Linked DNA regions of Muntiacus reevesi: region 1 is linked to region 2. The links are chromatin contacts, called in public Hi-C maps. All regions are on one chromosome and are shown on one strand. The core of a region is the stretch at or near the end of the contact, and the rest is flanking DNA. Distances in the headings are between cores, read along the strand shown. Region 1 holds the start of NRBF2 (nuclear receptor binding factor 2). Region 2 holds the start of ADO (2-aminoethanethiol dioxygenase).

Evidence for each region. A called contact is a pair of places that touch in the nucleus more often than the background predicts.
Region 1: a contact with region 2 is called in a Hi-C map of blood, with 2.0 times the contacts expected there. The contact joins the promoter of NRBF2 here to the promoter of ADO in region 2.

What each region holds. Positions count from the first base shown.
Region 1 is chr2:98,856,743-98,862,118 of mMunRee1.1, reverse strand. NRBF2 (nuclear receptor binding factor 2) reads right to left here and starts at 2,092. Exons shown (of 3, transcript XM_065922416.1): 1 at 1,886-2,092. The coding sequence starts at 1,970.
Region 2 is chr2:98,539,525-98,545,094 of mMunRee1.1, reverse strand. It overlaps ADO (2-aminoethanethiol dioxygenase), which reads right to left and starts at 1,535. Exons shown (of 1, transcript XM_065922413.1): 1 at 1-1,535. The coding sequence starts at 1,036. The coding sequence ends at 224.

The sequences.
Region 1 (5,376 bases), core at 843-3,342, 320 kb before region 2:
AATGATCCAAGTAAATGTTAATTTCTGTTCTATTGTTCTCTTCCATTAAACACTAGATCTAAAACTTAAATCTTTCAAATCTCAAATGGCTTAAGAATTCAAGATGCCAAATTTCTGATACTTGCCCACATAAATTGTATGGCTGGATTATGGATTTATGCTAGACTCCTTAGTAAGACTATTCAAAATTCCCTTCTATAAACAGGTAATACCACTACCAAGTCAACTAATTTTTCCTAACTGGTGATTCTGCTGCTCCATCTAAACTGTCACCCAGTTCAAGTCTTTTCATAAGCTACCACACACTAGTGGGGCAGTTGGCTGGGGTTATGCTGAAGCAAGCAGGCAAATAAAGTGAAGTTAACTGGAACTGAACCAATGGTCATTTTGCAAGGACACTTGAACTCTGAAGCACTCTGTGAACTGCTGGTTATTTCTAATAATGTTCCTGTCAAGTTTCAGTACTGAGCCATCCATTATATTTCACTGCCAAGTATATGTCACCTTAAAACCAAAGAAAGTGCAAGACATTTCCCTGGTTTTAAAGAAAAAAAAAAATCACAAATCTAGTCTGGTTCTTTTTAAACTGTAAACAACTCTTACCAATGGGGGCAGGGCTCAACAGTAAAACTGGAAAGCACTTCTCATAGCAGTTAACCTGGCACCAGCCATCTGGGAACCATAGCTTTAGGTCCTAGAATCTTTAACTTTTTAAGCTCACCAAGTCCAAGTGAGATTTCTAAATTAAGAGTTTTGGTCTGATTATTGTAATAACTAACTCTTACACTTCATTACATACCAGGTACTGTTCTAGGCTCCTCACGTCTTATTTACTCTCTTAATCCTGGTAACAAACCACAAAGAGTGAGATCAACTAATTTGCCCAAGGTCATATAGTTATTAAGTGACAAAGTTAGAATTCAAATCCAAGCAGTTTAGGTCCAGAATCTATACTCTTAATCCATAAGACTGTACTGCTTCTCTACAGAATGGTTTGATTCCAGCCCAGAGCTCTCCCACACGTGTTCTCAGGGTTCCAACGTGAGAAACAAACAATTTTCCATATGTTCTTTTTTCCAAACCCACTATCATAGTTGAACTTAAAAAAGTTACCTTGTCTGTCTACAACTTTAAGTAATCCCACTTTTATATCCAAAATAGACCTCTCTGGAAAACCAAAAGATACAGTGGCCAGGCAGAAAAGAACTCGTGTTTCTTGTTTTAAAATCGCTACACCTGAGGTGCCTAAAAACATAATTATGAGTTATCAATGCTTTTTCTGAGAAAGGTAAACATCTACCATATTTTCATGATACCTAGAGATGAAACTGAGCTAACAACAGCCACAGCCCTGTCTTTTCCCCCCAACTTTCTCTAATTTATGTGAGAAAGGAAAGTCTCAGTTTATGCATGTGAACACAGGTGAGGAATGGGTGAAGGGAAACGGAGGTGAGAGCTTATGATTTCTCGACAGTGGGGACGCTCAGACTTCAGACCCTGTGTTATTAGTTAGAACCAGTATTACACACCATTTCTGCCCCAGCCGGCTTAGTGTCTCTGCAGGCTGCAAAGAGGTGGTTACGTGGCGCTTGGAGGCATTTCCTCCGGTCTGGAGAGGTGGCAGCCCCCGTTGGTGGGAGCCCCTCGCCCAGAGCCCTGGGGCAGGGGGCGCCTGAAGGCGGCGGGAACAGGAGGCAGGAGCTTCCCAGGGATCCCCGAGGTTGCTTGGCTGGAGCCTCTGTAGGGCCGAGCCTGTCTGCACCCCCCAGATTTTAGGATCCCCCGCGCCAAACCAGCTTCCCGGCCTCCAGTCAGCTGCACGCCGAGACGGGGTCCTGAGGCAAAGGTGCCCGAGAGCCGACGCAACACTCTGCGGGCCACTCACCAGGTTGAGGGGTCCTTCCATTACTTCCATAGACCCCGGGGTAAGCGGCGGCCTGAGGAAGGGGAGCGACGGAGCCCGGGCACATGGAGGGGAACAGCTGGAGAGCGCGAACGCAGCGGCGGCGACTGTGGCCCCACTCCGCGCCCCCAGAGCCAGCAGCGGGCGCAGGAGGAGCAACAACCACACCACTTCCTCCTCCGGCGCCGCGTCGCGGGCCCGCCTCCTACGCCACGGCCACGCACGCGTCACGACGTCACACGCAGCTCGTTCAAGGTGGGAGTGAGGACAGGGAGTGGGTGGGGCTCAAGGAAGGCGGGGCATGAACAGACTTTCTCGCAGTCCGTCTTTCCTCTCGCGAGAAGCTTAGCTTCAGCTTGAAGAGTCAAACGTCGCCTGCAGAGGTATAGCTGTGTAGGATTTTAAGTGGCCGACTTCTGCTATCGGTCTCTCCTACGTCCTTCCAGCGTAACTTCTCACAAATTCACCCAGTATTGCCAGATCCTCCCTTGCTCTCAGGCTTCGGGCTTTGTTGTTGCACCTGATTTTTTTTTCCCCCCGCAGAAATGAGATTTGAGCAATGGTGGCTCAGCGGTAAAGTACTTGCCTGCGCTGCAGGAGCCACCAGACCAGGGACAAACACGGGTTTGCTCCCAGGGTCGTGAAGATCTCCTGCAGGAAGACACAGCAACCCACCCCAGTATTCCTGCCTGGATAGTCCCATGGACAGAGGAGCCTCGTGGGGTACATGCAGTCCATGGGGTCGCAAAGGGTCGGAAACGACTTAGCCACTTAATCACCAGAACACGCACTGGCTTAGGCTCTGTTGGAGGAAGACAAACGATTCAGGGTTGTGCCCTCAAGTTGCTAACAAATCAGTAAGAAAATAATATGGGTCTCAAGTAACCATATACCATATATACCATAACCATATACCATTCATTCAACAATTATGTGTCAGACCACTACAGTGAGTTCTTTCTGTTCAGGAATTCACTGGTTAAAAAAATGTGATTTATGCTGTAAAGGAAACTGTTGTGATAGAGGCACCATGAATTCTGCCACTTAAATCCTTTCAAAAGCCTTCTGAGCTTGGGAATTAACCTGGTGATCCAGTAATTAGGACTCCAGGCTTTCACTGTGGAGGGCACAGGTTCTGTCCCTGGTCTGGTAGCTAAGATCCTACAACCCCATGGCAAAAAAAAAAATACACACACACAAAAACCTTGTGAACTTGGGAGAGGACACCACCTTGGCCTATAGGTTGAACGCAGCCTTGTGAGATCTTGAGCAGAGGACCCATCAAAGCATTTCTGAATTCCTGATCCATAGAATTTGTGAGGTAATAAATGTGTGTTGCTTTAAGCCACTAAGTTTGTGGTAATTTATTATAAGGCCAGGAAAACTATTAAGACCCCTGAATGCTTGCTAAGTCATTTCAGTCATGTCCAACTCTTTGCAACCCTGTGGACCATAGCCTGCCAAGCTCCTCTATACATGGGATTCTCCAAGCTAGAACACTCAAGTGGGTTGCCAGTTCCCTCCTCCAGGAGATCTTCCAGACCCACAGATTGAACCTGTGTCTCTTGTGTCTCCTGCATTGGCAAGCGGGTTTTTTTTTTTTACCACTAGCACCACCTGGGAAGCCCATTAAGACCCCTACAAGGTGGTAAAATCCACAGGCAGAGCTTTCTTGTTTTTATTTTTGTTTTTCTGGCCATGCCATGTGGCTTGCAGGGGCAGGGGTGGTCCCTGGAGAAAGTGAACCAGGCTTCACTTTCTTAGACACGAGAGAAGTCATTTTTGGCTGGAACCAGGAGCCTACCCTAGGACTGCTCTATTGTTTCTTGACTTCTCCTTTCTTCCTACATTCCCTCCCTTTCCTGTTTATCGGCCTGTTAGAATGTGCCCTTTGGAACCCAGGGAAGGTTGAGGAGGCTGAATGAAGCTTATTTCCTGCAAACAAGAAACACGGAAAGGATCTGTACCCAGTAGGTACAAACAGAGTCCTGTATAAACAGGGTCCTGCTCTGTTTATATAAGAGTAGTGAGAAAGTATAAAAATATGTCTAACTCTGAAGAACCAATCTCTTTTCCTACACATAAGATAAAAATGTAAGTAATAAAAACAATGGCTAAACTTCAGAGAAAGGCAGTTTGCTTGCACAGTTAGCACATAAGTGGATAACACTCTTTCCTGTACTAATTAGGTATAAGGACTCATCTTCTTGCTTTGTCATTCCTTGATATAAAAGGAACTGTCAAATCATTCCCCCATTTTCCAAGGGGGAAAACTGCCTTTAAGTGGAAACGACCTGTAGTTTTAAAACTGAGCATGGTATGGAATGGGAGAAAGAAATGGCAACCCACTCCAGCATTCTTGCCTGGAGAATTCCATGGACAGAGGAGCCTGGCGGGCTACAGTCCATGGGGTCACAAAGAGTTGGACACGACAAAGTGACTAACGCTACACTATGGTATGGAACAAAGGGTAAGTTGATTAATCTGCTTCTTGAAGATTTAAGTTTTTTAAAAACTTTATCCCCATTTCCCAGTAGCAATGGTTTAACCTTGTATAACACTCTGCAGGTTTCCAAGCATTTATATGTATAGGTGGGCACTCATTCAGTTCCAACAGATTCAAATTAGTGGCTTACCCAATGTCATAAAATTAGTAAACAGCCGAGTTAGTTTTTGAATCTAGGTCTGTCTGGCCATAAGCCCAGTACTCTTTCCACTGTGAGCAGCTAAATATCTACTGGAGTGACATCCTGAGTTGGTAATGGCAGAAATAGACTCTTAGGGTAACCCACTGTAATTACATAGGTTATTTTAGGTTTTCCTAAGTTCATAGTCCTGAGTACCAAGAGATTTGAGCTAAAAAGAGAGTTGCTATTGTTAGTGGCTCTATTCTCTGGGGTAGTTGCCAAAAACTACTCACAAACCAGGCTGGGCAGGAACAGCCCATGTGAGGGAGAGGCAGGGTAGCCACGAGTTTGTAGTCTCGAACTCGCTGGACTCTGGGCCAAGCTGTCCAGTTGCTTCAGCCTGAGCCAAGATGAAGAGAGCCAAGTTAGGCAGGAGTCAGGCATTCTATTCAACAAAGTTCAACAGAGGGGAAGCCAAGGAAAGTAGAATTTCAGTGCAGGTTTCTTACCAGTAAGCCGATACTAGGGAAAAGTCCATAGAATAAAGGCAGAAAGGCAACAATTTAACCAGTTCTGCATTAGACGTTTCTCAAATAAGGGAGCAGAAGAGAATTCTCCAGAATCCCCAATGTCCTTGAACCATGCATCCGCTGGTACACCAGTAGGACTGCCTTAATTCTATCTGTAAAAGATAATTCACCTGTTGATCTGTGCTGGGTCAGACACAAAAGAAACAGTTTTCACCTATATTTTATTTTCAGACTTGTCAGAACATCAAGACGTCTATAATCAAAGCTCTTGAGACATTATATTCACCATCTCCAATTACACAGACCTCAAATTTCC
Region 2 (5,570 bases), core at 286-2,785:
CCTAGCTTCCCCGCCTACTCCGCCCCCAAAACCGTGCCCGGTGGTTGCAATCCAGTCGCCCGCGCTTCCCAAGACTTCCGAGGAAGCGGCTACTGCCCATTCCAGTAGATCCAACACCCAGGCTGGGGGAAGGAAGAAAGCCCTTGTGATGGGGTCGCGGCCAGCCAAGCCTAGATCTGAGTAGGGCAAGTGTTCGGCCCACCGCTTTCGGGCGCCGGCGGCTTCAAGGGAAGACCTCGGGACCTGGATAAGGCTCCCCCTCGCACCAGAAGTCATCGGCCTGCGGGGTCTCCAGGAGCCACACTTCTCGGGGCAGGTCACAGGCCGAGCCGGAGGCCTCCTTGGCCCTGACAGGCTCCAGCACTCGGTAATAGTGGCAGTCCCGGCCGTCGTCAGGGTCGTAGGGAGGGGCCAGGATGTCCAGGAAGGCGGCGGGCCCGTCCACGGCGTCGATCTGGTGCAGGTTGTCCCGGTGCGGCGTGAGGAAGCACGGGCCGCTGGCCTCCGTGTACTCCGCCCGCGAGCGCAGCACGCCCGGCTGTACCGCGTCCCGCTCGCGGGGCTGCAGAGGCGGCTCGAACTGCTGCTCTGGTGGCGGGGCCCGCGGCCGCTGCCCGCTGCCCACCTCCAGCTTGTCCATGCAGCTGATGCGCACGGTCCCATAGAGCACCTTGAGGATGCCGTGCATGCCCGGGTGGTCGTGCAGCGGGATGGAGGTGCCGCTCTTGAGCAGGAACACGCCGAGGCTGAAGCCGTCGGTCTCGCAGATGTGCATATAGGTGACGGGCGGCAGGTTGGGCCGCAGCGGCTGCAGCGTGGCCTTACGCGGGGAGATGTTTAGGTCCTCCGCGCGGACCTGGGTCAGCAGGCTCTTCAGCTTGCTTAGGTTCTCCGGGAAGCTCTGCTGTATCGGCGCCTCCGGGCCTGGCGCCTCGCAGCGGTCGGAAGAGCTGCGGCCGCCCCCGCTGCCCCGGAAGGTGAGGCACGCCTGGCGGGCGATCCGTTGGATCAGGGAGGCCATGTTTTCTCGGGGCATGCCCTGCAGTTCCTCTGCGTGCCGAGGCCGCCCCCCTCCGCCCCCAGCTTTCCTCCGCCCCTTGCGGTCGCCGGCGGCCGCCACGACTGCCCGCAGCCCGGAGCGGGGCTTGAGGCCCCGCAGCTACCGGTCAGTCGGGCGCGCGGCACTACAGCCGCCAACCTCAGCAGCCACGCGCCGGCAACGGCCGGGCGTGCCCGCCTCGCGCCCCGCTTTGAGCGCGCACGCGCACGGCCCACAATCCGCACTCACGCTCTGGGAGCAGGTACCGGCCGCGCGGACGGTGGCGGGCTTTGCCTTACGCCAGAAGCTCCATTCATGCGGCCCGCACCTACGACGGTGATTAGGGGTTCCCGGCGCCCTGCAGAGCATGCTGGGACTTGTGGTCCGGTATTCCGCATGCGCTCTGAGAGAGCGCCCTTTGTCATCTGGAAAAGTGAAGGATTAGATTTGTGGGTCATAAATCGACCTGCATTAAGGTTCCAAGGTGTTTGCTTCTTAGAAGAAAGGCGAATTGGGGCACAAGAGAAACAGCCAATTAACTACAACTCCCGGCATCCCTCGGAATGTTGGGGTGACGCACTTCCGTCGTCTGGCTTGTGGTGTAGTGTAGGCTCCTGGCCGTCACCGGAAGCGGGCCAGAGGGTTGTTAACCTGGCGCCATTCAGGCCTAGTACACCCTCCAAGGTCGTTTTCCTGTGGCCTTAGCCCTGGGAAGGAGTCGGCTGAGTTAACTGTAGCTCCTTGTGGCTGCACGGGCAGCACTGTCTGCTGAACCGCGCTTTCTTAAATTTTTGTTTCTGAGGAGATGAGAGGGTCACCACAGTTACTCCCCACAGCTGTCCCCAGCTGTTGTTTGCATCAGGGTCTGATGACGCTGCTCTTCTGGTTACAGAACACAGGAGGTTTTTTTGCTGGAGCTTGAGAGGACATTTGGTCACTGATTCTGAATACTAACGGTTATCAAACCTGAGTTTGCATAAGAAACACCTCGTTAGGGGAGGAGGGGAGTTACTCTAAAGATACAGCGTCCGTCTTCGTTCAGAGATTGGTTCACTAGATGATTCTGAGGCATCCTATGAGAAACTGTTGTGAGAGAATCAGGCAAGCTCTTGATCTTAACCTTACCCCGAGTTGAAAGTCCTTTTGGATTTCCAAAGCTAAACATGGGTTTCTTACTCATTTTGTAATTGGAGTGGTTTAGTAAATTCTCCCTAATTAAAAAAAGGCATGCTCTTTCAATGGGCTATGTAACCTATTTAATGAGCACTCAGTATATGCCAGGCGTTGTGTTAGGAGCATTACCTAATGAATATACTAATCCTCACCGCAGTTCTTAAGAGGTAGGCATTATTATTATTCCCAGTTTGCAGATGAGAAAATAAGTTGCAAGAGGATAGTGAATTATTGCCAGGGCCTGAGCAGCAGCACAGAAATAAGTACCGTTTGATCGAAACCAGCAGTTTGATTTGTTGAAAGCATTAAACGCAGATTAGGATATTGTTTTTCCAGCCTACTGTGCTACTTGCAAGTTGTCTGTCTTTAGCAGACTTCACCCTTTTATGTCCTCAATGTAGTCACTTGTAGAATCTGGAATCAGAGTAACAGACATTCTGAATTCTCCTTACTCCTCAGAAAATCCTGCGAAGCTTTATAAAAGTAAACATTTGGGGGTCAAACCCCAATTCAGAAGAACTGCTGTGAAGCCCAGAATTTTTATGTTTAAGATGCTCCTTGAGTGATTCTTAGTTATCAGCCCAGTTTGAGAACCACTGATCTGTAAATAGTGAACAGTTCTTCATATTTAGTGATTTTGATTGAAGATAGTGATTGTTTTAGAAGAGCAGTTATAAGGTTTATTTGTTTTCAGGGTTACCATGTCATTGTTCATTATATATGGTCAGGTACAGTGGTCCTTTGGAAGAACACAAACCGCTATGCACTGGGGCTGCTCAGTTGTGTCTGACTTTTTGAGACCTCATGGACTGTAGCCCACCAGGCTTCTCTGTCCATGGGATTTTCCAGGCTAGAATACTGGAATGGGTTGCCATTTCCTCCTCTAGGGGAATCTTCCTGATCCAGGGATCGAACCTGTGTCTTCTATGTCTCCTGAGTTGCAGGCAGACTCTTAACCACTTGAGCCATCAGAGAATCCCGGTCATTGTTAAGGTACTTAAATATACTGTCAAAATTCACCATGTAATGAAATTCCATGCAGTCTTTTTCTAAAGTGAGGAATATTTAAGAGAAAAATGCCCTCTATCCATTAAAAAAAACCTAAAATAAAGATTTTATTTATTGATTTTATTTCTATTAAGGTATAATTAGTGGGAGGTGTAGACTCCATGGGCTTTCCAGGTGGCACTATCTCTGGGTTTGATCCCTGGGTTGGGGAGATCCTGTGGAGGAGGGCATGGCAACCTACTCCAGTATTCTTGCCTGGAGAATCCCATGGACAGAGGAGCCTCTTGAGCTATGGTCCATAGGGTTGCCAAGAGGCAGACACAACTGAAGTGACTTGTACAACACAACCCATGACTCCATAGATCACAGACTTTAGTCTAAACATACAGGTGTATTCGATTTCCAAACCTGTTACTTCTTAGTAGTTGTATGTACTTATTTAGCTGAAGCTCATCTATAAAATCGGAGAAGGCAATGGCACCCCACTGCAGTACTCTTGCCTGGAAAATCCCATAGACAGAGAAGCCTGATAGGCTGCAGTCCATGGGGTCGCTAAGAGTTAGACACGACTGTCTCTCTTTTCACTTTCATGCATTGGAGGAGGAAATGGCAACCCACTCCAGTATTCTTGCCTGGAGAATCCCAGGGACGGGGGCTGCCGTCTGTGGGGTCGCACAAAGTCGGACACGACTGAAGCAACTTAGCAGCAGCAGCAGCAGCAGCATCTATAAAATGGAATATTAAGATACATATGTAAAACACCGATGATAGCATTTAGAGCATAGTAACTCTCTCGTAGTAGCTATTATAACTTGAAAGTTGCTAAAAATGGTAAATACCAATGAATTTAAGTAATATTCAGCGAATATTAAAATGGTATTTGCTTGTCTTGAGAATTAGCTTCAAGGTAGAGATTTGAAAAAAAGATTATTGAGACTTCCCTGATGGCCCAGTGGCTAAGACTCCACAGTCCCAGTGCAGGGGATCTGAGTTTGATCCCTGCTCAGGGCACTAGATCCCACATGCTGCAACTGAGAGTTTGTATGCTGCAACTAATACCCAGTGCAGCCAAATAAACTGATTTTTAAAAATTTATCTTTAGAAAAAGATGACATTTACTGGCTAACCTTTCACCTGGTAATACCATCCCTCAGGTCCTTGCTGTTTATTGTTTGGCCAGAGTTCAAAATTTCCTAAGACCAGGATCACCTGGAGGTATTTGTTGAATGTACAGATTCTCAGATCATCTCAAAATCTGCATCTGAACCTTTTGCACGTTAAAGTTTTTAAGAATTGCTAAGTGTCCTTAAGGCATATGGTACTTTTTTTAAGGCCACAAGCAGGCTACTTTCATAATTCCTTTTTGAAACTGTCTTTAAGGACTGCTCTAATGGATGGATTCTATCCTAAGTGTTTCTGCCCTTAAGAAGCATTTTATTTGGCCTTCTGCCCCACTGACAGTAGCACAGGCTGACTGAGTTTCTATTACCATTAACGTCCTTCTTTTTATGCTCCTTGTTCTGTTTTCCTTTGTGTTGCAGTATAGATGAATGAAGAAAAAATGAAGACCGAAAGACATTCAGAAAAGAGAGCAGACAAGAGAAGTGATAGTGAACAAATGCTAGAAATACAAGACAGAAACAAGATTTGGGAAAAATTTGGGATAGATGGAATCTATCATTTGATAAATAGTGAGTATTTATTGGGTACCAGCATTGTTCTAGACTTTGGGGATTTGACAAGGAATATCTGAATTCCCTAAAAGGAATTTACTTACAAGTATGTGTGTGTGTGTGTGTGTGTGTGTGTGTGTGTGTGTGTGTATCTTGGGTATGGAGGTTGTTACATAATACAAATAAATGAACAACATAATTTCAGACATAGATAAGTTTATGAAGACAAACAAGGTGGCAGTGTGATACATTTGTGTGTGTACATGTGTGTGTGTTGTGTGTTACTGGGTTGTCAGAAGTGACCAGAAGATGACATTTGAGCTGCTCCTGAGTATTAAAGAGTCAGCCATGGAAAAATCTGGTTGTCAGAGCATTCCAAGACTAAGAAATAATAGCCCTAAAGGATATTAAATGGAGTATCGGAGACTGTGACTTTGACCAGCTGGAAACGAGCTTTGTGAATTGTAAACAAATGAAGGCTGGTGGGGTTAGACTATATGGTGACATTCAGAGTTACTGGGGAGGGATGAGGTTGGGGAGGCAAGCAAGGACCATATTACACAAGCCTCGTAGGCCCGGGTTAGTGAGTTATAGGGAGTTGAGGGCCATGGTAGTAAGTTGGATTTTATTAGAAGTGTAGTGAGAAGCTTTCAGAGAGCATTGGGTAGGAGAATTAC